Regions from separate parts of the Zea mays genome. Here all the other regions are linked to region 2. A link is a contact called in public Hi-C data. All regions are on one chromosome and are shown on one strand. Each heading gives the region's core, a stretch centred on a gene start, on an enhancer-like site or on the middle of the called end of the contact. The rest is flanking DNA. Distances are from core to core; before and after follow the strand shown.

The links. A called contact is a pair of places that touch in the nucleus more often than the background predicts.
Region 1: a Hi-C map of tassel shows a contact between it and region 2, with 4 times the contacts expected there. The contact joins the promoter of LOC541683 here to the promoter of LOC100382465 in region 2. A contact is called at or near these places in 2 of 25 Hi-C or Micro-C datasets (ear and tassel).
Region 3: a Hi-C map of endosperm shows a contact between it and region 2, with 4 times the contacts expected there. The contact joins the promoter of LOC100192942 here to the promoter of LOC100382465 in region 2. A contact is called at or near these places in 7 of 25 Hi-C or Micro-C datasets (bundle sheath, ear, endosperm and 3 more).
Region 4: a Hi-C map of leaf mesophyll shows a contact between it and region 2, with 2.3 times the contacts expected there. The contact joins the promoter of LOC100191305 here to the promoter of LOC100382465 in region 2. A contact is called at or near these places in 5 of 25 Hi-C or Micro-C datasets (bundle sheath, ear, endosperm and 2 more).

What each region holds. Positions count from the first base shown.
Region 1 is chr3:169,869,116-169,874,311 of Zm-B73-REFERENCE-NAM-5.0, reverse strand. It overlaps LOC541683 (terminal ear1), which reads left to right and starts at 2,439. Exons shown (of 6, transcript NM_001111433.1): 1 at 2,439-3,157; 2 at 3,261-3,429; 3 at 3,515-4,003; 4 at 4,108-4,230. The coding sequence starts at 2,458.
Region 2 is chr3:170,133,331-170,138,666 of Zm-B73-REFERENCE-NAM-5.0, reverse strand. It overlaps LOC100382465, which reads left to right and starts at 1,288. Exons shown (of 1, transcript NM_001175205.1): 1 at 1,288-2,599. The coding sequence starts at 1,475. The coding sequence ends at 1,792. It also overlaps the pseudogene LOC103650870.
Region 3 is chr3:170,525,599-170,531,042 of Zm-B73-REFERENCE-NAM-5.0, reverse strand. LOC100192942 (exo70 exocyst complex subunit family protein) reads left to right here and starts at 3,684. Exons shown (of 2, transcript NM_001138123.1): 1 at 3,684-4,386; 2 at 4,478-5,444. The coding sequence starts at 3,740.
Region 4 is chr3:169,662,059-169,667,399 of Zm-B73-REFERENCE-NAM-5.0, reverse strand. LOC100191305 reads left to right here and starts at 3,857. Exons shown (of 5, transcript NM_001136739.1): 1 at 3,857-4,116; 2 at 4,239-4,387. The coding sequence starts at 4,000.

The DNA of each region.
Region 1 (5,196 bases), core at 1,190-3,689, 270 kb after region 2:
TTCACTTTTGCAGACGACCGTTGGCGCAGTAGCCGTTGCTCCGCATGGCACACTAGAGAGTCCGGTGCTACACCGGACAGTCCAGTGAATTATAGCAGAGTGGCTCTCCAAAAACCTGAAGCTGAGCAGTTCAGAGTTGATCTCCCTGGTGCACCGGACACTGTCCGGTGGTGCACCGGATAGTCCGGTGCGCCAGACCAGGGCAACCTTCGGTTTCTTTTGCTCCTTTCTTTTTGAACCCTATCTTGGACTTTTTATTAGTTTGTGTTTGAACCTTTGGCACCTGTAGAACTTATAATCTAGAGCAAACTAGTTAGTCCAATTATTTGTGTTGGGCAATTCAACCACCAAAATCATTTAGGAAAAGGTTTTACCCTATTTCCCTTTCATGCATGTCTTGGTAATTCATTAAAAATGGGACCGGTCGCCGTTGGCCCGGACGGTCCGTGCTCATGTGCGGATGGTCCGGACATGCGTAGATCGACGAATTTATCACCGATGTGTGGAGGAGGTTGCGGTTGCCCAGGGCATGTGTCTATCGACATCCCATAAAGGGGTTATAACTGGTCGTGACAACCTGTAGCCGATGAATTACACGTGTTTTCCCCAAATTCATCCTCGCGCGAAGGAAAATTTGCAACAGTAGATTTATCAAACGCACGTACTAGCCTCCTATAATCATTTTGCATACCCCCTATGATATTTTGCATTTGTTCTCGCTGTTCATCTACATAATTTTTAAGAGATTATAGCTCGTTTGTGTTGCTTACCTCGGGGTAGTCGTGGTAGGTCGAAGTGAAGTCAGATCCGTCGCCAGTTGTCGAACGACCTTGTTATTCCTGTCCACCTTGAAGTTGGCCAGGAACTTTGCCTTTGCCTCTTGGATCAGCTGCTCCTTGTGCTCCTCGAACTGGAGCTGTTCGTCAGCCGGCAAGGTTTCCCAAGTCGACTCTATGATATTGCTGGGGGAGACTTCAGAACTATCCCTTGAATCGGCCATTGAGGGCCGATTTGATGGGTCTATATGTGTCGTCCCCAGCGGGGTCACCAAAAAGTGTGTTGGCGCTTTTTCTGAGTGCCAATCACTGCGTGAGAACCGGCGGCGGTGCTCACTGCACAGGCGCGGACGGTCCGCGGCCAGGGGCCGGACGGTCTGCGACCTGGCGCAGGGCTTAGGGTTTCCTGCTTGACGGTCGGACGATCCGCGCCTATAGGCCGGACGGTCCGCACGTGTGCAGGGGCAGCGAAGGTCGTCGGTGGCGCCTGGATCTCGCTCCCGGGAGGGACCCCGTCGGGGAGGAGAGATCCTAGGTGTTGTCTAGGCTTGGCAGGCCGACCTAGACTCCTATCGATATAGAGTCGAAGAGAAGCGGAGAATTTGGGGATTGGAAGGCTAAACTAGAACTACTCCTAAATATACAAGAAATAAATACGAGATAAACTGGTATTGATTCGATTGATGGTGTTTAATCGGTCGTATTCCTCTGTATTTATAGAGGAGGGGGGCTGGACCCGTTACAAACATATTTTTCGAGCTAATTCTGTGAATCTAGCCAACAACTATAGCAAGAAACTCAGAATTCTAACTGGTTCTGCGCGCGCAAACCGTCCGACCCTTTATTTGATGCTCACCAGAACCCTGTCTTACCAATGTATTGAAATTGATTTATGGTGAAGATAGAAATCTAAAGTTGTAATTCTTAAAATAAAGCACTCCTAAACAGAACATTAATCTTTATAATTGATATTCGAATATTTTAGTCCGGTAACCGAACGCCCAGTAATTTGAAGAATATGGTCTTTATTTGTAGCCGGCGGCATCTCGAAAAGCTAGATCTAACTCCGAAAACAAACACGCAAAATCTACCGGAAAAATCTCCCCAGCAAAGAAGCAGACGTGGGGCCTGTCATGTACGCACGGGGCATGACTCGTGCAAGAGCAACAAGTGCTGTCGTTGCAGAGGATCCGAGCTAAAACAATCCAGCACACGGCCACTCTCGTCTCTCCTCTTCCTCCTCTTCCCTCCGTACCGCCCGCCCTTCACCTCCTCGACTCTTCTCCACCGCCCCCTCCCTCCTCGCGTCTCTCTCCCCCTTTGTCCCTGTAGAGCTCCAAATAAAACCCCACCGGTTTTCTTTTCCCGCGGCAATTACCATAAAAAGAGCTCCCAATCTCTCTCCTCTCTCCGGCCCCTCTCTCTCGTTTCTGGCAGCAGTGGTGCGGTACTACCACCGCTCTCACTCCACACACACACACCGAGTATACGGCTAAGCAGGAGAGAGAACGGGAGAGTGAGACTGAGACGGGGTCCCAAGTACAATTCTCGCCTGGTTCTTGATCGAAGGCATGATCAAGAATCACCAGAAAGTTCTAGATCTTTAGACGGCAGTCTTCCTTGGACTCCTCGGTTTCTTTTGTTCTGAGCTCTAGCCATGGAGGGTGGGGGAGGGAGTGGAATGGGTGGGTTCCCGGAAGCCACGGGTAACCTTCTCGATGCCGCAGCTCAGGAGTTCCACCCTACGGTCTGTGCCCCCTATCCTCTACAGCCGCTTCCGCAACAGCTATACTGCCCCCACCCATATCCAGCCATGCCGGTGCCTCCGCCGCCGCAAATAGCCATGTTACAGCCAGTGCCTCCGATGGCGATGGCCATGGCGCCGCAGCCGGGGTACACCTTGCCAACGACGACGCCGGTGGTCAATGGCCCGTCGAGCCGCGTCGTGGTGCTGGGCCTTGTCCCGCCGCACGCGCAGGAGGCCGACGTGGCGCAGGCGATGGCGCCATTCGGCGCGATCCGCTCGGTCGACGCGTGCGCGGTGGCGTCCGAGGGCGTGGCCACCGTCCATTTCTTCGACATCCGCGCCGCCGAGCTCGCCTTGACCTGTGTCCGCGAGCAGCACATGCGCCAGCAGAGCCGCCTCGGGCAGCTCTACGCGGCGGCCGCCGTAGCCCCGGCGTGGGCTCCTGCACCGACGCCCCAGGCCTGGGACTGGCCCCACCCCAACGACGACGGCCGCGGCCTCGTCCTCGGGCACGCCGTGTGGGCCCACTTCGCCACCGGCGCCGACGACGGCGACAACCGCGGCTCCCTGGTGGTCCTGAGCCCCCTGCCCGGCGTCTCGGTCGCTGACCTCCGCCAAGTCTTCCAGGCCTTCGGTACGCGCCACCGACCGAGCCGACCAACCAGGCATTTCGTTTTCCCACGCTCGTTTCTTGTGTTTCCCGCAGCAATTGTATTGGCCCGTCCTCGTGTTCGCAGGGGACTTGAAGGATGTGAGGGAGTCGGCGCAGCGGCCCAGCCACAAGTTCGTGGACTTCTTCGACACGCGCGACGCCGCGCGCGCGCTCGCCGAGCTCAACGGCCAGGAGCTTTTCGGCCGCCGCCTCGTCGTCGAGTTCACGCGCCCTTCCGGCCCCGGGCCCCGCAGGTAAACAACAACGCAATTTCAGTCAGCTAGCCTTCCCATCACCCTGTGGGCGGCTGAATTTTTGCCGTGTGCCTGTCGGTCCTAGGCGCGGGTACGCACCCCACCAGCACCGGCCCACCGCGCCGACTCCGCCGAGGCTTCAAGCGACGTGGCGACCGTCCCAACCGACGTCGTCTCAGCCGCCGGCATCCTCGTCGTCGTCCGGTTCCGTAAGGGCGAGGGAAGGAGTGGTGCTTCTGAGGAGGAGCTCCTGTAAGTCTAGCGCGGGCAGCGACCAGTCGTCCAAGGGAGGCAATGCCGGAACGAGCCATGAGCGCAAGACCAAGGGCGGCAAGATCGTGGTGGCGGCGGCGGCGGCATCCTCGTCGACCCCGACAGCGTCCGGGAAGCAAACCCAGAAAGGCGTCGGGAGCAGCGGCGGCGGGAGCTGGAAAGGACGAAAGAGCGGGTGGGAGGCGCGCTTCCTGTTCAAGGAGCCCGAGGCCGGCGGCGGCGCCGACACGCAAGCAACGCCGGCTTCGGAGATGGATACGAGGACCACCGTCATGATCAGGAACATACCGAACAAGTACAGGTATCCCTGCCAATCTCCACGTTTGTTGCAACAATGCTATATTTCATGGGCGACGCACAGAATTGCGATTCTGCTAGCTGATGCCCGAGGCGTTTGGGTCGCAGCCAGAAGCTGCTGCTCAACATGCTGGACAACCACTGCATCCAATCCAACGAGTGGATCGTGGCGAGCGGCGAGGAGCAGCCCTTCTCCGCCTACGATTTCGTCTACCTCCCCATAGATTTCAAGTGAGTTGCGCGCTCGGCTTCCTTCTCACATAATTGCATTTAGCTGTTCGCATTGACTTATATTTTATGGTGCCCAATGCAAGAACACACACAAGCTTCCCAGCCTGAATTCGGTTGTTTTCCTGGGAATTTGTTGCCTTGAATAATGGTTGGAGTGGGAAATGTGGGCGGGGGGGTGGGAGGCGAGGAGCTGGCTGTGGAAGCGTGAGCTTCAGGATCGAGGTATCTTATCTTTGGGTGGGTAGAGTACAGTGCAGCAGGCATAGATGGGCTATGGCGTTACTAGCCCAAATGGAAATAAATTTGGCAGCGGCAAGCAAGACCATGCCAGATCCTTCTCGTTTTGATGCCCCCCCATGGATTCTTTGGTTGCATGCGCGCATCTGCTGGCTGCTGCTGCCGCTGCCGATGGCGAGGGAGCCGGCCTGCCTTCCTTTCTCGCGGCTGCTGCCGCCCCTGGGATCGCCTCCCTGCCTGCCTTTCTTGCTTTGCACAGCCGTGCACTTCCATAACGAGGCCAACACATACAAAAGGTGCGGCACCGATGGGGTTGTAGTGTTGAGACTAGACAGTAGAGATAGACGCTTAGCTATGGAGATGGAGCTGTGAAAAAAAAAGAGTTGCATGAGTATGAAAAGGGGGAAAAAGTCAGCACTTTCGTTCTAAAGAGAAAATTTGAACTTCAGATCAAAGTAGTTTTCTATATGCAAACAAAATGTATGCTTTCAAGTTTGCTTATTTAAAGCACTTGCTTTTATATATACCGCCGGCAGCTTTTCTCTTGCACGAAGCAAGTTTGAGAAAAGACCTATCAATGCCCAATGACGAGAGGACATTAGTGGCTGTCAAAAGGCATGCAGCTTCAAACATACTCATGTGTAAAGCAGCTGCAGCATAATGCCAAAGTTTTTTTTTGATTGCAAGTCTTTTTAGTTATTGTTCCTCCATGCCATTACCATTCTGAAT
Region 2 (5,336 bases), core at 39-2,538:
CTATGCCAAGAAAAGCATCGAGGTCCTACGGTTACCAGACGTGTAGCGACCGCCAGCCTGCGCTGAACTGCAAAGTCTGAGCAAAAAGCTTTGCTTTTTTATTCTTTTGCAAGTTGTCAACCGCGTACCTGAACTTTTTAAAAAGTGATCGAGCCGGAGCCAGCGGTCTGTGCACTATGAATCTCTGGCGACGCTGAGTACAAACAAAAAAAAGGTTCAGTCGTAGTTCTCACTCGTCAGTCGCGAAGCAAAGGCTGCTGTTTCTACCGTGCCCCGACTCCTTTTCCCGGTGCCGCTTTACAGTTCCCACGAGCACGCAACCGGCGTGTCAGTAGTCAGACCCCTGAGACGACCATGGATGGCTCGGCCTTGGCGGTAACAAGTCAACGTCTGTGGATCGTATCTATTCGACTTACCACCGAGTAACCGATCACCCATTCAAGATACCGTGTGGTTTACGCGCCCTGAGGCTCTGATGAAGCAGAGCAGGCCCAGGCCCCGGGCCACAGACAGGGACACGAAATCTAACTCGTGTTTATCCACCCGGCCGGCTCCGGGGGGGGGGGGGGGGGGGGGGGGGGGGGGGGGGGGGGGGACCAGTCTCCCCTGAACTCGTGCCGTAAAGGGTGTGCCGGATTGAATGCCGTCAGACCCACTCAAACTCTCGATGCACCTCGGGGCGCCGCCGGCATGGCTCGTTCAGTCGTGCCGATCCACGGCGCATGTGCCGAAACCGAGCGGAATCAGGTGGAATTCTCGCGCGCCCGGGAGTTGCCATCTCTCTCATCCCAGTCGGTCAGTCGCCACGCCGCGCGGCTTATCCGAACGGGCGGGCCGGCGGGGGCAAGCCACTGCGCCCGCTCGCGCGCGGCAGGTCGGCAGCCACATTTCCGCTCTGTGCCAGTGCCTGAGTTCTCACGGAGGAGCCAACGGGATTGCGCGCGCGTATCTGTTTCTGGTGTCCGCCGCCGATGGCATGACCTTTCCTATGTTACTATAGACATGTTTGGTTTGTGGCTAAATGTGCCACACTTTGCCTAAGGTTAGTCATCCAAATTGAATAACTAACCTTAGACAAAAAAGTTAGGCAAAGTGTGGCAATTGAGGTAAGGAACCAAACATGCCCACGTCAAGTCGGCAGCGAGAAGGCCAAGTTTGTGTCGTTGTGTTGTGTGTGACCACAGATACAGATAGAACATGTTGGTGTTGCTGCTGCAGCGTCAGCTGCTCGCTACATGTACATGCACGATAGGCTGCCGAACGTAATCCCTACGCTGTATGGGCCGGCTCCTGGTTGCCTTTGGGCCTTTCCGACTCCATCAGATCTACGGGCTCTTTTATTGGGCCTTAAAAGAAATCATTGATATCTGTATTCAGCCTTGCAACAGTCCCGGCCCACAATGCGACATCGCTGCTGCTCGCTTCGCGGGGCCGTCCCACTCCGTCCTCGGGCGGACCTCCGGTCACTCGAGCGATGGCGGAGATCGCCGGCGACGAGGCCCCAACGGTTCCTCCTCCACATCCTCATATCTCCGGAGACCAGTGTACCTCTACTCCTGCCTCTACCGGTAGCAGCAAGCCGCCGTTGCGCACGACGAAGCCCGGCGTGAAGCGCCTCATCCTCACCGCCTCCGTCCTCCTCTCCTTTCTCCTCGGTACTACCCCACGACCTCCACTTGGAGCCATGGCTAGTGCTTGTTACTCATCTCCGTATAACTCGCTCGCATCTATGTATGTCTCTTTTAAGGACTGCCCTTCCTGCTTAAATCTACCGAGATCCATCATTCGCTGATCCCTTCGGACGCAATTACGGCACTCGCCCACCGCCTCGGCTCCACTCCGCCCTCCTTCCCATGCGGCCTCCACGCGGTCTTCCTCTGGTAGGTTCCCGGTGGCTTTGATGCCTCCCTCTCTCGTCGCCTTGAGCGATCGATTTCGGCCCAGCTCCAGCTCTTCCCTGCCACCTCTACTGCCAGTAATGTCTCGGTATCAGTCACCGTTGAGTCGGCTGGAGCAGCTCCAGCAGCAGCAGCAGCGTTGGGGGGTCAGGTTGGCAGTGTGGCACTGTCACCAGTGCAGACCTAGCGGTTGGCGATGAGGTGTTCCATGAATTGCTGCACTCAGACTATCTTCAGTGATTACCCCTAAATTTCTCCCTCTATATCCCACTCACGTACCACGTCAGCGTTCTCTCTCCCTATATCTCCACTCTGTACAGCGGTTCCCTCTAAATCTTTCCTCTATACCCTACTACAACCATAAAATATTATTTTCTATACCTACTTTTTACCTCCTATCAATTTTTCATCTACTAATAATTAGAAGTGGGTTCACGTGAACAGTGTTTGGAGGGGGAGAGAGAAGCTTGCTAGGGAGAACCTCCGCGTAGGGCGCCTGCTAGAGTGAAAAGTTGAGCCTATATCGTGTGTACTGTAGTCGTTGTATTTGGCGTGTGAGAGCGGCAGCAGGAAGACGGTCTCAGCTTTACAAAGCAGCAGAGGGCATGGGTCTACGGTTTACACTGTTGTGGTTGTGGAAGTTGGTGATGCAAAGAGTTGTCGTTGGGAAGCACCGGCATGCTTGGGTGGTTGGAAAGGCTAACGAGATTAAGAGCATGTTTGTTTCAGCTTATAGATTATATAATCTGAATTATAATTTAAATTATACAATTTAGATTATAATCTAGATATATTATAATTTATATGTAGTTGTTTGGTAGTTTAGATTATACAAATGTAGATTATTCACAAAGACAACAATACCTTTATTTGTTTATTTGAGGTGAGAAAAAAGGATGGTATATATTGTAATTTCTATTAACATAACCATGGGTAGTGGCCTTTTTGCCAAAATAATCTTAAATAAGCTACTCTTGAAGAGATTATGATATTATCATAATCTGGGGTTTAGATTATATAATCTGAACATATAATTTAGGTGTTTGTTTACCTACTGTATTATTTACGCTGGATTATATAATCTGGAGAGATTATAATCTGAAACAAACACGGTCTAGGTTGTTTCAGTTATTGGCAAGGTAAGCATGCCCCGTATTTAGGAGGGCGGACGACGCACTTGTGATTTGTGAGGACAGTGGGTCGATCAACAAAAATTAGGAGAGTTTTGTGAAAAATATGATACGGCCATTGAAATTAATGTTTAAATATAGTAGAGAATAGAGATAGATAAGAGATAGAGAGTAGCTACCATTGACATACACAAGCGTAAGCCACGTAAACACACACACAAAACAACCACATATACGCCTTCTCGTAGGAAAAAAACTGTCCAAAAATGTCAAACCGCTGTCTGTAAGGCTATTCGCAATGGAGGTTTCATGGGGTGTTTCATGTATTAATTAGCCTGCCACATCAGCTATTTTGATGACATGTCACATCATTTAAGAAGGGAGAGTTTCATGGAGTTTCATGGGGATGAAACCATGTTAACTCGTTTCCAAGATCTTGGAAACTGTGTGAAACCTCCACTGAGAGTGTTTTGTTTCATCTTCATATAATTGAGTAAATCCTATTGGTTATTTATATACAACATTTAAGAAGTATGTTGACATATGAAATAGTGAGATGAAACTCTCTATTGAGAAAGGGTATTTCATTCATCCATAAATCTGATGTGGCATTTTTGGAAACAGAGACATGAAATCCCCATTGTGAGTAGCCTAAGCGGAAAAACGCGGAACGGTCCCGCTGCGGCTCTCCCGCTGCCGTTTCCGTTCCAGGAGCGCCAGCGGTTGCTGCAACTGCAAACTTCAATTGCAAAGCGGGCCGCTCTCCCTCGCCTTCTCCAGTCTCCACTCCACCCCCGTTCACCTCCCAATTCCCAAGAGACCAAAGCCTCCTAATGCAAAGCCCTCCTCTGCTCCGCGCTGTGTCTGCTCTGCTCCGCTCCGACCAATGCGCGATTAGCGCCGCCCGCGAGATCGATCGCTGCGCGGCCACGGACTGCCCGACGCCATGCCGTCCTCGCAAGGGGAGCCGGTGCCCCCGTGGCTCAAGTCCCTCCCACTGGCGCCCGAGTTCCGCCCCACCGCGGCCGAGTTCGCTGACCCCATCGCCTACCTCCTCAAGGTCGAGCCCGTCGCGGCGCCCTTCGGTATCTGCAAGATCGTGCCACCGCTCCCGCCGCCGCCCAAGCGGACCACGCTCGGTAACCTCTCCCGCTCCTTCGCCGCGCTCCACCCGGACGACCCCACCCCGACATTCCCCACTCGGCACCAGCAGCTGGGCCTCTGCCCGCGGCGCCCGCGCCCCGCTCTTAAGCACGTGTGGCTCTCCTCCCACCGCTACACGCTCCCCAAGTTTGAGGCCAAGGCCGGGGCGTCCCGGAAGGCGCTGCTCGCGCGCCTCAACGTCCCCGCCTCCAGGCAGCTCTCGCCGCTCGACGTCGAGGCGCTCTTCTGGCGCTCATCGGCCGACCGCCCCGTCGTCGTGGAGTACGCCAGCGACATGCCTGGCTCCGGGTTCGCCCCCTGCGCCGCCCGCTCGACGCAGCTGCCCGCGGCGGACGTGGGCGAGTCGGCGTGGAACATGCGCGGCGTGGCCAGGGGGCCGCCTCTCTGCTGCGCTTCGTGCGGGAGGAGGTGCCCGGGGTCACGTCGCCGATGCTCTACGTCGGCATGATGTTCAGTTGGTTCGCCTGGCACGTCGAGTACCACGACCTGCATAGCCTCAACTACATGCATTACGGCGCTCCCAAGACGTGGTACGGGGTGCCGCGCGACGCTGCGCTCGCTTTCGAGGACGTGGTGCGCGTCCATGGGTATGGCGGGGAGGTGAACTCCTTAGGTGAGGCAGCCGCATTGCATAATTTTCCTACCACCCCTGTTCTCTGCTGCTGTAACTGTCATTTGATTTTGTATTTCGGGATTGCGATCTGGGGTGCAGAAACCTTTGCATTGCTGGGTGATAAGACGACGGTGATGTCCCCTGAAGTGCTCGTGGATTCAGGGGTTCCCTGCTGCAGGCAGTTCTACTCCTTCCTTCCTTTACCGAATGACTTCCTTTGGTACCTTCGGTGGTTGATGAGCGGTTGGTTCTTATATCTCCAAACAGATTAGTTCAGAACGCAGGGGAGTTTGTGGTTACTTTCCCTGGAGCGTATCACAGCGGGTTCAGTCATGGTGAGTGGTCTCAAAAGATAGCCTCCATGGAAATCTTCCCTTTTATGTTGCTGAGATGAGAGCAATGTAGAACAATGCCTGCCTCATTAAATCGCTGCATTCTAGTTTTTTCTGAACAATGGCCGAATAATGTATTAATGCCCCCCCTCCCCCCCCCCACCCACCCACACACAAATTCTATCTCTAGATTTGTGGA
Region 3 (5,444 bases), core at 2,435-4,934, 390 kb before region 2:
GTTTCCTGGCAGGCTCTTCCCAACTCTCCCTCTCCCTCTATCTCTCTCTAGATGCAGGCATGCAGATTCCGATGGCCAGAATTTCCTGCGGCCTCCACACGACGCGTCAGTCGGAAGTCTAGAGTGAGGGAATCTGAATGTTTTATGCAGTGCACTGCTGCTTCTGCTGTTTTTAATTAGATGCCCTTTTTCTGCACCGCCCAGCCGCGTGGAAATTCCCCTTGGCGGCCGGTTGCCCATCAGAGGCATCGAGACGTGCGTGCGCCGGAAGCCCGGCACGCAAGTATATATATCTTTAGGTCATGATGGACTGGAAATTGGAAAATGATAAAGAAGCTAACCAGTGACCATGCATATATACGCGCGCGCACGTGGTGGTTGTGGTTATATGTAATGTAACTGTTTAAACAACAAAGTTACTTCAAAGATTTTTCGTTCGTCCGAATAATAGGACGATGCATGCCACCGGGCGTGCATGGAGTTCCAAACCAAAGGCAGCGTGGCTCAATGATGCGCATGCGCAGCAGGGAAAGAGGTGCGAACCAACCAGCTGGTGTCGTGTCTCTCGCCAGGCTCGTGTCGCCGAACGTTCCGTCCTTTTTTTTTCTGAAACTTTTTTTTTTAACCCACGGAGAAGGGCCGACGAAGCATATACTTATATATTGTCTGCCCCGTAGTAGAATCAATAATATGCAAAATCTCGTCCCGGCCGCCCGGCCGTCCGGCCGGCTAAACTTTTACACGATCGATTTTGAAGCGTGCAGCTAGCGCATCAAACGGGGAGGCATCGAATCCACCCTCTCTTTTCTGCAGCACTCGAGGGAATGAAATCTGGCCCAAGATTGCTTTATTTGCTGCCGTTCGGTCTCGTGGTGCCAACGTAAAAAAAAAGAAGAAGAAGAAGAAGAAGAAGAAAAAATACTGGCTGCAATATAATGGCCGACGAACGAAGCTACTTGCACTTGGTTGCCTTGCCACCTCCGCTTTGGCGCGAGATAATTTCAGAGATGCCCTGGCAACGATCGTGAAATTACTGATTTGATCTGGTGCTCAGATTCTGTGCAGAAATTACCATGGGGGACACCTGGAAGCTGCTGGGGGAAGGGGGGAATGTTGCCCAGGCCGGTGGGAACTGTACGCGAGACGACTGCTGCCAATGTCAGCGGAACCGGAACGGACGGGCTCGCTCGGTATTTTGCGGTCGACAGCCGCCACGGACTAGGACTAGCCCACAAGTTAAAGGCTATTGGGCCGGTTTTGTTCTCGGATCAGCGAGAGAGAGGCATGCTGTCAGCTCAAGGCCGGCCCGGAAAGCTCAAGTGGCCGCGGTCCCTACTCTACAACCGAAAGAGCCCAAGTGCGTTCGACGCCGTAAGTAGGCGTCAAATCTGCGACGCCTCTAACAGGCCCTCCGGCGAGGTCTGACTCTGATTCGACGGAGGCACAACCCATGGAGGTTGCGGATGTCGAGTGTCAGAGTGTGTTGAAGAGCAAGAGATCGTCGTAGATTTTAAATTTAGATCATGAACTCTTCCGTAAATAATAACTACAAATGTGCTTGTGTGTATAGAGTATAAAGCATAAAACTACGTGCGTTCTGTTGGCTAGGTAGATATAAATTTATATTATCTATACTACTCTATTAAGTTAGTAACGTCAGCGTCCACACTACCGTGCCCCCGCCTGCCCTCGCCCCATCCGCGCGCCCTTCACCACCCCTCCGCGACCGCCCCTCCCCACGCCGCCGCCCCCGCCCCTGAGATTGCCGCACGCCGTGGCTGGAGTTCCGCGCCCCCTACACCCTCCCGCACGATATCACCGCCGATCTGTCCTGCCAGGAGGTCCTGACCCCGCCACCTAGATGCCTGCGTGCACGCCACCGATTTTGCCTGCCTGAACTCCCCACTGCCCCTATTTCTTCTCCCCCCGCTCTCGATCTCAATCGCGGCCCTCGTACCACAGTCGACCTCCAGATCCTCTGCCATCGATTTGTGGCCGCCAACACGCTGAGGGGGCGGGGAGGGTGGGCATGGACAAAAACTACAAATGTGCTTGTGTGTATAGAGTATAAAGCATAAAACTACGTGTGTTCTGTTGGCTAGGTAGATATAAATTTATATTATACTCTACTAAGAACCTAATATGGGCACCTGCAGCTACCACGACTTCACTCTCCGTACTGACACTCCGGATCCGCCCTACGCGTCCGTCTCGGCGTCGTGTCCTATGGGTCCCATGCCGAGCGTTCACGCGGCGCTCTTTCAGCTACTGCCCTGTGGACCTCCAGCAGCCACGCAACCAGCTTCTGCATCTGCCCAGCACCCGACCCTACCACATCGCGTAAAAATAATGCAAATCGAGCACTCGAATCCACGCCCCTTGCTCCAAAAATTTAAGGCTAACCACCATACCGCACGTACCTTAATGTTTAGAAATAAACAATAATTATATTTGAATAAGTATCCCAATACATATTTATATGATATATAAAAACCGTAGCAAAGCACGAGCAACTGTCTAGTGTGAGTTTGAAGCTAAGAACCATGGTTTGAATTCTCGTATGTGCATAGCTTTAGCTTTTTTTACTATTTAAATGTGCGGGAGAACGAAACAATTCTCCATTTCTTTTCCAAAATGGTGTAAACACGAGAGATATGAAACGACAGTGGATGATCTTTTTTCTTACTGTTATTATTCATGATGAGAGGATACATATCTATTATATAGAAAATTAGAGCTCCTCATAGATACATTTGGCATTGTTCCATACAACCTCTCATAGGGTTTATTAACACTTCCTTTTAGATGAATGTTATGACTAACTCATGCCTCGCCAAACTCAAATAGAGAGTTAAATAGAGAGTAAAAAAATAAAGAGTATCTTGGAGACGCTCTAACTACTAGCTCTAACACATTCAAACAGCCTCTAAGTCTAAATTTAATTAACTTATCTATTTGGATGTCTCTAGCTAATTTAGTAATTAGCTCTAACACATTCAAACCGTCTCTAAGTCTAAATTTAATACTCATAATTGATATTTATATATTTGACGTGACAATAGTTAGGAACTAGAATTATAAGTCGTGAGTTGAGAACGCCTCCCTGGGTGGGGCTGAGTTGAACGAACGGTTAACTAATCTGACCTAATTTGTATGTTCTAGTATTGATCTAAATCTGTATGTATTGAGGTGGATTGGAGCAGATTGTCTGCGTTTGTCATGCGTCTGGTTAATTAGGGCAAAGCCGACAACCTCGACTTCAAATCCAATCAGCCTGAACACGGCGGGGGATCTTCAAATCCAATCAGCCTGAACACGGCGGGGATGAGCCGGGACGCGAGGCGATCTTTAAAAAAAAATAAGGTGGTGTTTGGCTCACCCAAAACATAACGTAAATAGATTATATAGGGTAACAGATAATAATACTTTTATTTGGTTAAATTCATTCAAATATACTAGATACTACTATTCAATATAATTATAACTTGTAACCATTATCCGCGCCAAGAGATCTCATCCGAACTAAACAGCACATGCGGAGTTGACACCGGGGGCAGGGAGAGTCAAGTTCGGTGTTGTTACCTACTTTTTGGTGTCTACCTCCGTCCGTCTGCACTAGGCGACCTGAAAACTCAGTAATGCTAGTTAACCTCTCCAGTATCTCCTTCTCGGATATTGAATCACACACGGCAACGCCGCAACGCGCAGCGGACTCGGGTCCTCGCACTCGCAATCAAGCATGGGGGCCGCCGTTGGGAAGCCAGCTTTCGGTGTCGCCGTCGCGCCGAAGACGCAGGCGGAGGAGCGGCTCGCCCTCGCGGAGCACGCCCTGCTCCAGTGGACTCGCTCACCCGGCGCCGACTCGGGCATCTGGGACGCCGGGGCGAGCTACACCAACAGAGGCCTCCTGGCGGCGGTCGACGAGGTGCTCCTCCTGGCGGCGGAGAACCCTTTCCCGCTCCCGGAGGCCGCCTCCGCGCGCCGCCGCCTGGACAGCGCCGTCGGCGCCGCCGCGTCGCGCATGGTGGAGGAGTTCCTGCGCGTCAGGGTCTGGAACGCCTCCCTGCTGCGCGGCGCCGTCCACAGGCTCTCGCTCGCCTCCACTAACCAATCACGGCTGATCTTCCCCAGCGCCCGCGAAAGGAACAGCTCGGCGGGCACCGGCGGGGTGGTCGACGCGTCCGACGGGAGCCGGTCGAGGGCGAGCTCGAGCGTGCCTCACGAGGTCGCGGCCCTCTTGGACACCGAGGTCTGGGACGACCTCGATCTCATCTGCCCCGCAGGCGTGTCCGTCCTTCACGAGATCGCGCTTCGGGTCGTTCGTGCCGGATGCACCGAGGTACTCTTCCGGGCGTTCGCCAACGCTCCCTGCGATGTGCTAGACAGGTAACTTCGACGCTTCTGGTTTCTCTGGCTTCCTGCTGGTGAATGGATTTCCATGCTCGGATGTGACTGAGTGACGACGATCACGGTGCAGTTTCTTGTCAATTCTTCGGGTCGAATGCTCGCAGCAGACGACTGAGGCCGTGATCAAGCGGTGGACGACGGTGACGGAGATCATAGGGAAGGCCATGGTCGCCATGCGGAGGCAGCTGTACGCGCAGAACCCAGGCGCCTTCGACGGTTTCAGGGACGAATACTTGCTGGCCATCGCGGAGAACCGCATCCTGATCCTGCTCGACTTCGCCAACGGATTCACCAGCATCACGTCGCACGAGAAGCTCGTGTACATGCTCGGCATGTACGAGGCTCTCACCGACGCCGCTCCCAGCCTCCTGCTCCTCCTCAGCGGCGCGCGCAAGGAGGCCATCTCGGAGCGGACACAAGGTATCCTCACGAAACTGGCCGGCGCGGTGAGGATCATGGTCAGCGGCGCCATAGCCAAGATCCAAGGCGACTCACTGTTCCCGCACACGCCGAGCGCCGCAGGTGGCGTCCACCCGCTGACACGCGACGCCATGACCTGCGTCGAGCTGCTGGCGAGGCACCGCACCACGCTCGATCTGATCCTCGCGGGCGCCGACGAGCGCGGCTCCCTCGCCGGCGTCGTCTCGGACCTGATCGCGGGCCTGGAACGCAACCTCCAGAGGAGATTCGCTGTCGCCTGCGCGGACGCAGGGGGCTCGCGGCACCTCTTCCTGGCGAACAACATCAGCTTCGTGCTGAGCCGCGTCGCGGACAACGACGGCGTGGCTTCCCTGCTCGGGGACGCGTGGGCGGCGCGGCGCCGGAGCCGGGTCGAGCAGCACGTAGCGAGCTACGCCGCGTCGTCGTGGGGCCCCGTCGTCGCTCTCCTGGACACGACCGCGTGTGGCAGAGGCAAGTCGGCGAAAGTTCTGGCGGAGTTCAACGCGGCGTTTAACAGATCGCGCGACAGCGAGATGTGCCGCGAGGTCCCGGACCCCGTGCTCCGAGCGGTGCTGCGGAACGCCGTGTCGGAGATG
Region 4 (5,341 bases), core at 2,608-5,107, 470 kb after region 2:
AAAAGTTCGAGATGTCGATGATGGGCGAGTTGACCTACTTCCTTGGATTCCAAGTAAAGCAACTCAAGGACGACACCTTCCTCTCTCAAACAAAGTACACTCAAGATCTTCTCAAAAGGTTTGGGATGAAGGACGCTAAGCCCGCGAAGACACCTATGTGAACCGACGGACATGTCGACCTCAACAAAGGAGGTAAGTCCGTTGATCAAAAGGCATACCGGTCTATGATAGGTTCCTTGCTTTACTTATGTGCTAGTAGACCGGACATTATGCTTAGTGTATGCATGTGTGCTAGATTCAATCCGACCCCAAGGAATGTCACCTTGTGGCCGTTAAGCGAATTCTTAGGTATTTAGTCGCTATGCCTTATTTCAGGATCTGGTATCCAAAGGGGTCTACCTTTGACTTGATTGGATATTCAGACTCCGATTATGCTGGATGCAAGGTTGATAGGAAGAGTACATTAGGGACATGCCAATTCCTAGGAAGGTCTCTGGTGTCTTGGAGTTCAAAGAATCAAACCTTCGTTGCCCTATCCACCGCTGAGGCCGAGTATGTTGCCGCAGGACAGTGTTGCGCGCAACTGCTTTGGATGAGACAAACCCTCCGGGACTTTGGCTACAATCTGAGCAAAGTACCACTCCTATATGACAATCAGAGTGCAATCCGCATGGCGGATAATCCTGTTGAACACAGCCGCACTAAGCACATAGACATTCGGCATCACTTCCTAAGAGACCACCAGCAAAAGGGAGATATCGAGGTGTACCATGTTAGCACTGAGAACCAGCTAGCCGATATCTTTACAAGCCATTGGATGAGAAAACTTTTTGCAGGTTGCGTAGTGAGCTAAATGTCTTAGATTCACGTAACTTGGATTGATTTATAGCATACATGTGTTCTATTCCTTTGATCATGTTACTTTATGCATTTATGTAATTTGTTGCTTATTTATGGTGCTCAAGTTGTGCAAAGGATCCCCGGACTCACAAGTCCATGTGTAAATGATGCACATATTTAGGGGGAGATGTGCTACAACTTGACCCTTTGAGACTAATCTATTTGTTTGAGTACACATGATGTAGTCTCAAAGGTGCATCGAAAGGGACAATGGACTTGGACGATGCAAAGACTTCCACTACACTCCGGTATTAGTGTACTCACTTCCAAGTTCATATTTTTGCTCTCATTGCCTTTTTGCTCTTAATTGACATTTTTGGTGAGGCAATGGGGTTAAAGGGCCAAGAATCATCCTGTTTTGGTGCTTAATGTCAAAGGGGGAGAAATTAAGACCAAAGCAAATGCACATGAGACTTTGGTGGACATACTTTACACATAACTAATAAAGTTTAAAAATATTAAAAATTCGTATATATTCTTTCCACCCTAATCTAATTATATACAAAATTTTAAATTCAAATTCGTTATACTTAAGTTTTAATATTAAAGAGAACATTCTAGTCATTTTTCTAATTTAAATTTATCAGAAATTTTATCTTTTTTATTGCAGCTAAAGTATAACGAAACTGAATCTTAAATTTTGTATATAATTATATTAGGGTGGAAAGAATATATATAATTTTTCAGGTTTTTTTGTAAACTTTGTTAGATACTTAGATGTACATCAATGTCTCATGTTCTCGAGAAGAAAACACCCGGAGACGTAAATATATGAGTGAAAACCCGACACAAAACGACGTTTTTATCATCCAAGATATTGGTTGATCACTAATAAGATGTTTTAGATTCTGTATTTAACAATTTATGACTAAAATAGAATAAAAATAAAGGAACTAAAAAATCATTCTCAAGAAAAACCAAACATCTCTTAAAGTGATTCATAAGGTCTTGTTAGGTTATTCATATTCAATGTAGATTAGATGGGATTAGAAAAAATAATAAAAGATTTTAACTTGTTTAGGATTTAAACATATCTAATTACAACTAATCTATATAGATTGAGAGCAAAACTAACAAGGCATTATAAGGATGTGACTAGTGTGGCTCCAGCGCGTCGTTGTCTCTGGCAGTAGCAGTCGATTCTCTGTAGCGCACTGTGGACGGAAGAGGCGGAGCGGTGCAGGCAGGTGCCGGAGTAATACCTCCTCCAAGGGGCAAACACACATGACACACACCACGCTCGTGTGATGCGAAACGGCGAATGACAGGTGGGAAGCCAGCCCATGCCGCCATGCCTGCCTGGTCGGTAAACGGAGTGATCAAACATCTGGAGAGAGATCGGTCGATTTCAGGTGGTAACGATGCAACCAGTCCGCCCCAGCAAGACACATCTAGACTCTAGAGGAGAGGAGAGGAGAGACGGTACGTAGATGGAAAGCCTGGGAACGCGGGAAGAGCTCTAGATGTGTCGTCGACGCACGTTGCGTTGGGCCCCGCTGGGTTTGGCTACGCAAAATAAGGCTGCGCAAAGTAGGCACATTCTTGGAGACCCTACACTCCTACAGGCTGTGCTGTGTCTGTGTGCACAACCTCAGCTCGCAATCGCAAGGGGAACGACAGCTACTGAGAGTACGTACGTACTGACTGCCGGACTTGGCGTATTAGCGCTATACAAGGAAACGGGTGATGCTATTTGCCTAACCAAGACCAAGATAGTAATATTCCGCGGCGCTTTTGCGACCGACGATGATGACATGTTCGATCTTTTGCCTCCTGGGACACGTGAAGAACCAAAAGGCAAAAAAGTGCGCGCTAATATAATCACAAGTGCATGCCCATCGATCCGCCGGCCCCCTCGACCGAGCTATTGTTTTTTTTTTTGACTGCTAGCTCGCTTTGTGTCCACTGACATTTGCATTTGCAAGTGACGCAAACAGACAACCGCTCCAAGGTCAGTGTAGCAGTAATAATAAAGAAGAGATAAGAGAGACTCGCTGCTGGTTGCAGGTTGCAGCAGCCCAGTCGCCACGTCCGACATGCATGCATGTGGCTCAGCCAAACCCCGGCAGAAGCAGAAGGCACAGCATCATCCACTTGCGCTCCCACACCCGGTCCGGTGGGAGGTAAACTAATCGCCGCCACGTCGGACGGCTTAATCCTACTGCGAGTAGAGCGTAGGCCCGCCGCTCGTAGCGGCTGAGGCTGAGCTGTTACCTGGCTGTGCTTTTTTTCGGCCTGCCTGGCCCATGCCGGCGAACCGATCAGGCCTCTGCATGGGGGCCACGGACGCGCCACGTCGGCCGTGGGGAAGCCACATGTGGCGCTTCCTCGTTCCAAAGGCCGTGTTGCCCTCTGCCGGCTGCCGCCTCCTTGACTCCTTGTGCTCGCGACCCCTCGACCTCGCTTCTCCTCGCGGCGGGTGGTCCTGGCCGGGTCCATCAGACTTCAGACGGTCTTCTTGCCCGTGACCCCGCCCCCTCCATTAATTGAAAATTTTCGATATCGGGCATAGCAAACTTGGTTCCCGTGTCAGTATAACTTTTTTTTACCCCCTAACAAAAAGACTACCGCTTCATTCGAAAAGAAAAGGAAGTTTCTGTACAGCGATAAAAAGTGCATTCCAGCGACACAACTACGCAGGTGCTGAAACGTTCCTAGGCAAACACGTTCGTTTGTGATCCACCGTGCCGGTCGTTTTTAACAGCGGGGTGGTAACAAGGAAGTGACGAGCAACCCGAACCCGACGAGGAGGTGGCAACTGGCGGAGGTCGTTTCTGATAATCGCATTCCCCCCTGCCTGCGGGACTAGGCTGCAAGTCTGGAAACGTGGGACGGCCACATCTCCCGTTGTCCGGGCCGCCCAGGCCTGAGCCGGCTTTTCCCTCCCTCCCCCCTGGCCCCCTCTCTCTATAAAAGCGTTCAAACGCCTGCAGGGCTGCGGCAATTGGCCTGGCTACCCAGACAAGAGCACGCAACGCAAGCAACTGCGACGTCTCCCGCCCCCGCCGCGCCCCGGACCTTTTCCGCAGATATTTTTTTTATCCCCCCACGCCCCCGGCTCGTTCCCTTCCATTCCACCACCTCTCGCCAGACAACGAGATGTGCGAGGCACCGCGGCTCGGCAACCGCGCCGGCGCCGGCGACCCGGCCGCCGCCGACGTCGACGTCGTCACGACGGGCGGGCGCCGGAGGATCCCCGCGCATTCCTCTGTCCTGGTAAGCGTCCGATCCCTTTTTCCCCCCCTCCTTGGCGCATTGCTCCGTTCGGCCGTCCCGTCCGGGTCGTCTAGCAGTCGTCTGACGGGAGCTGTGTCCGTCTCTGTTTCCGCGCGCGCTAGGCCTCGGCGTCGCCGGTGCTCGGCAGCATCCTGGAGCGTCGCCTGCGGAAGGACAGGGAGAGCGGCAAGCCCGGGCGGTCCGTCGTCCGGATCCGCGGCGTCACCGACGACGCCGCCGCGGCCTTCGTCCGCCTCCTCTACGCCGGCAGGTAACGCCCGTGGGCACCGTGCGTGCCTGTCTGTCTCCCTTTCAATTCCCCGGTCGCGCGCGCTCAGCCATGGCGGCCTCCTTGTTGCTAGTCTTGTTTTCGCACATGTTAGTTCCTCGCGAGGCTGCGGCCGCCTGGTCCCCGGCCTGGGGCTGGACAAGCCAGTGCGGCACACGATTATTAGCAAGGACTAATCCTGCGTTATTCTAAACGCACGAGGAGGGGAAACATGGCGCGCGTGTGTGCTCCACCCACACGTTAACTGCCCGGAAGATCAACCTTTATTCTTAGACATCATCCAGAAGCGTTTTTATATTGAAAAAAAGTATTCTAGTACTTTTTTATTCTTTATTTATCTCGAGTCCATCTGTACGTTTCCTTCTTTAACAGTATATACACACAGTATAAACCTGAAATTCGAGGTGTCCAACGTTCTAGGAATGGCAAGAAGCAAGTCCATGACCACGCGCTAGCTTCAACAATCGATTTTAAAACTTTGAGTAGGTACCAAATCCAACCAAACCGATCGAGCTCCCCCGTAGTAGGAAAACCTTGCACCCAAATTAAGCATTCCCCGGACACTATATCTACTATAAACTACGGATCGAAATGCATTTGAACAGCGGTTCCGGACACTATCTAGCGCTTGTCGGCTCAACGAGCCAATCCCGTGATATTTTTTTTTTGCCGCACCATCCAATCACCGAGCCGGGTCAGGTCGCAAATCAAATGGGGCTCTCGTTGGTTTGGGTTGGCCAACTGGCTGCCTCACCATCATCTGTCAGACTGTCACGTCCCGGGTTGGCGCGGCGGCAGGTCGCAGCCACGTCGCCCGCCGAACCCCTCTTACAACCAGAGCCACACACACACCCCGCGCCGGTCTGCCAAGTGCCCAAACCCCCGTAGCGGACGCCAAAAAATCTCGTGGCTTTCCCAGCGGCGAATAGGACGGCG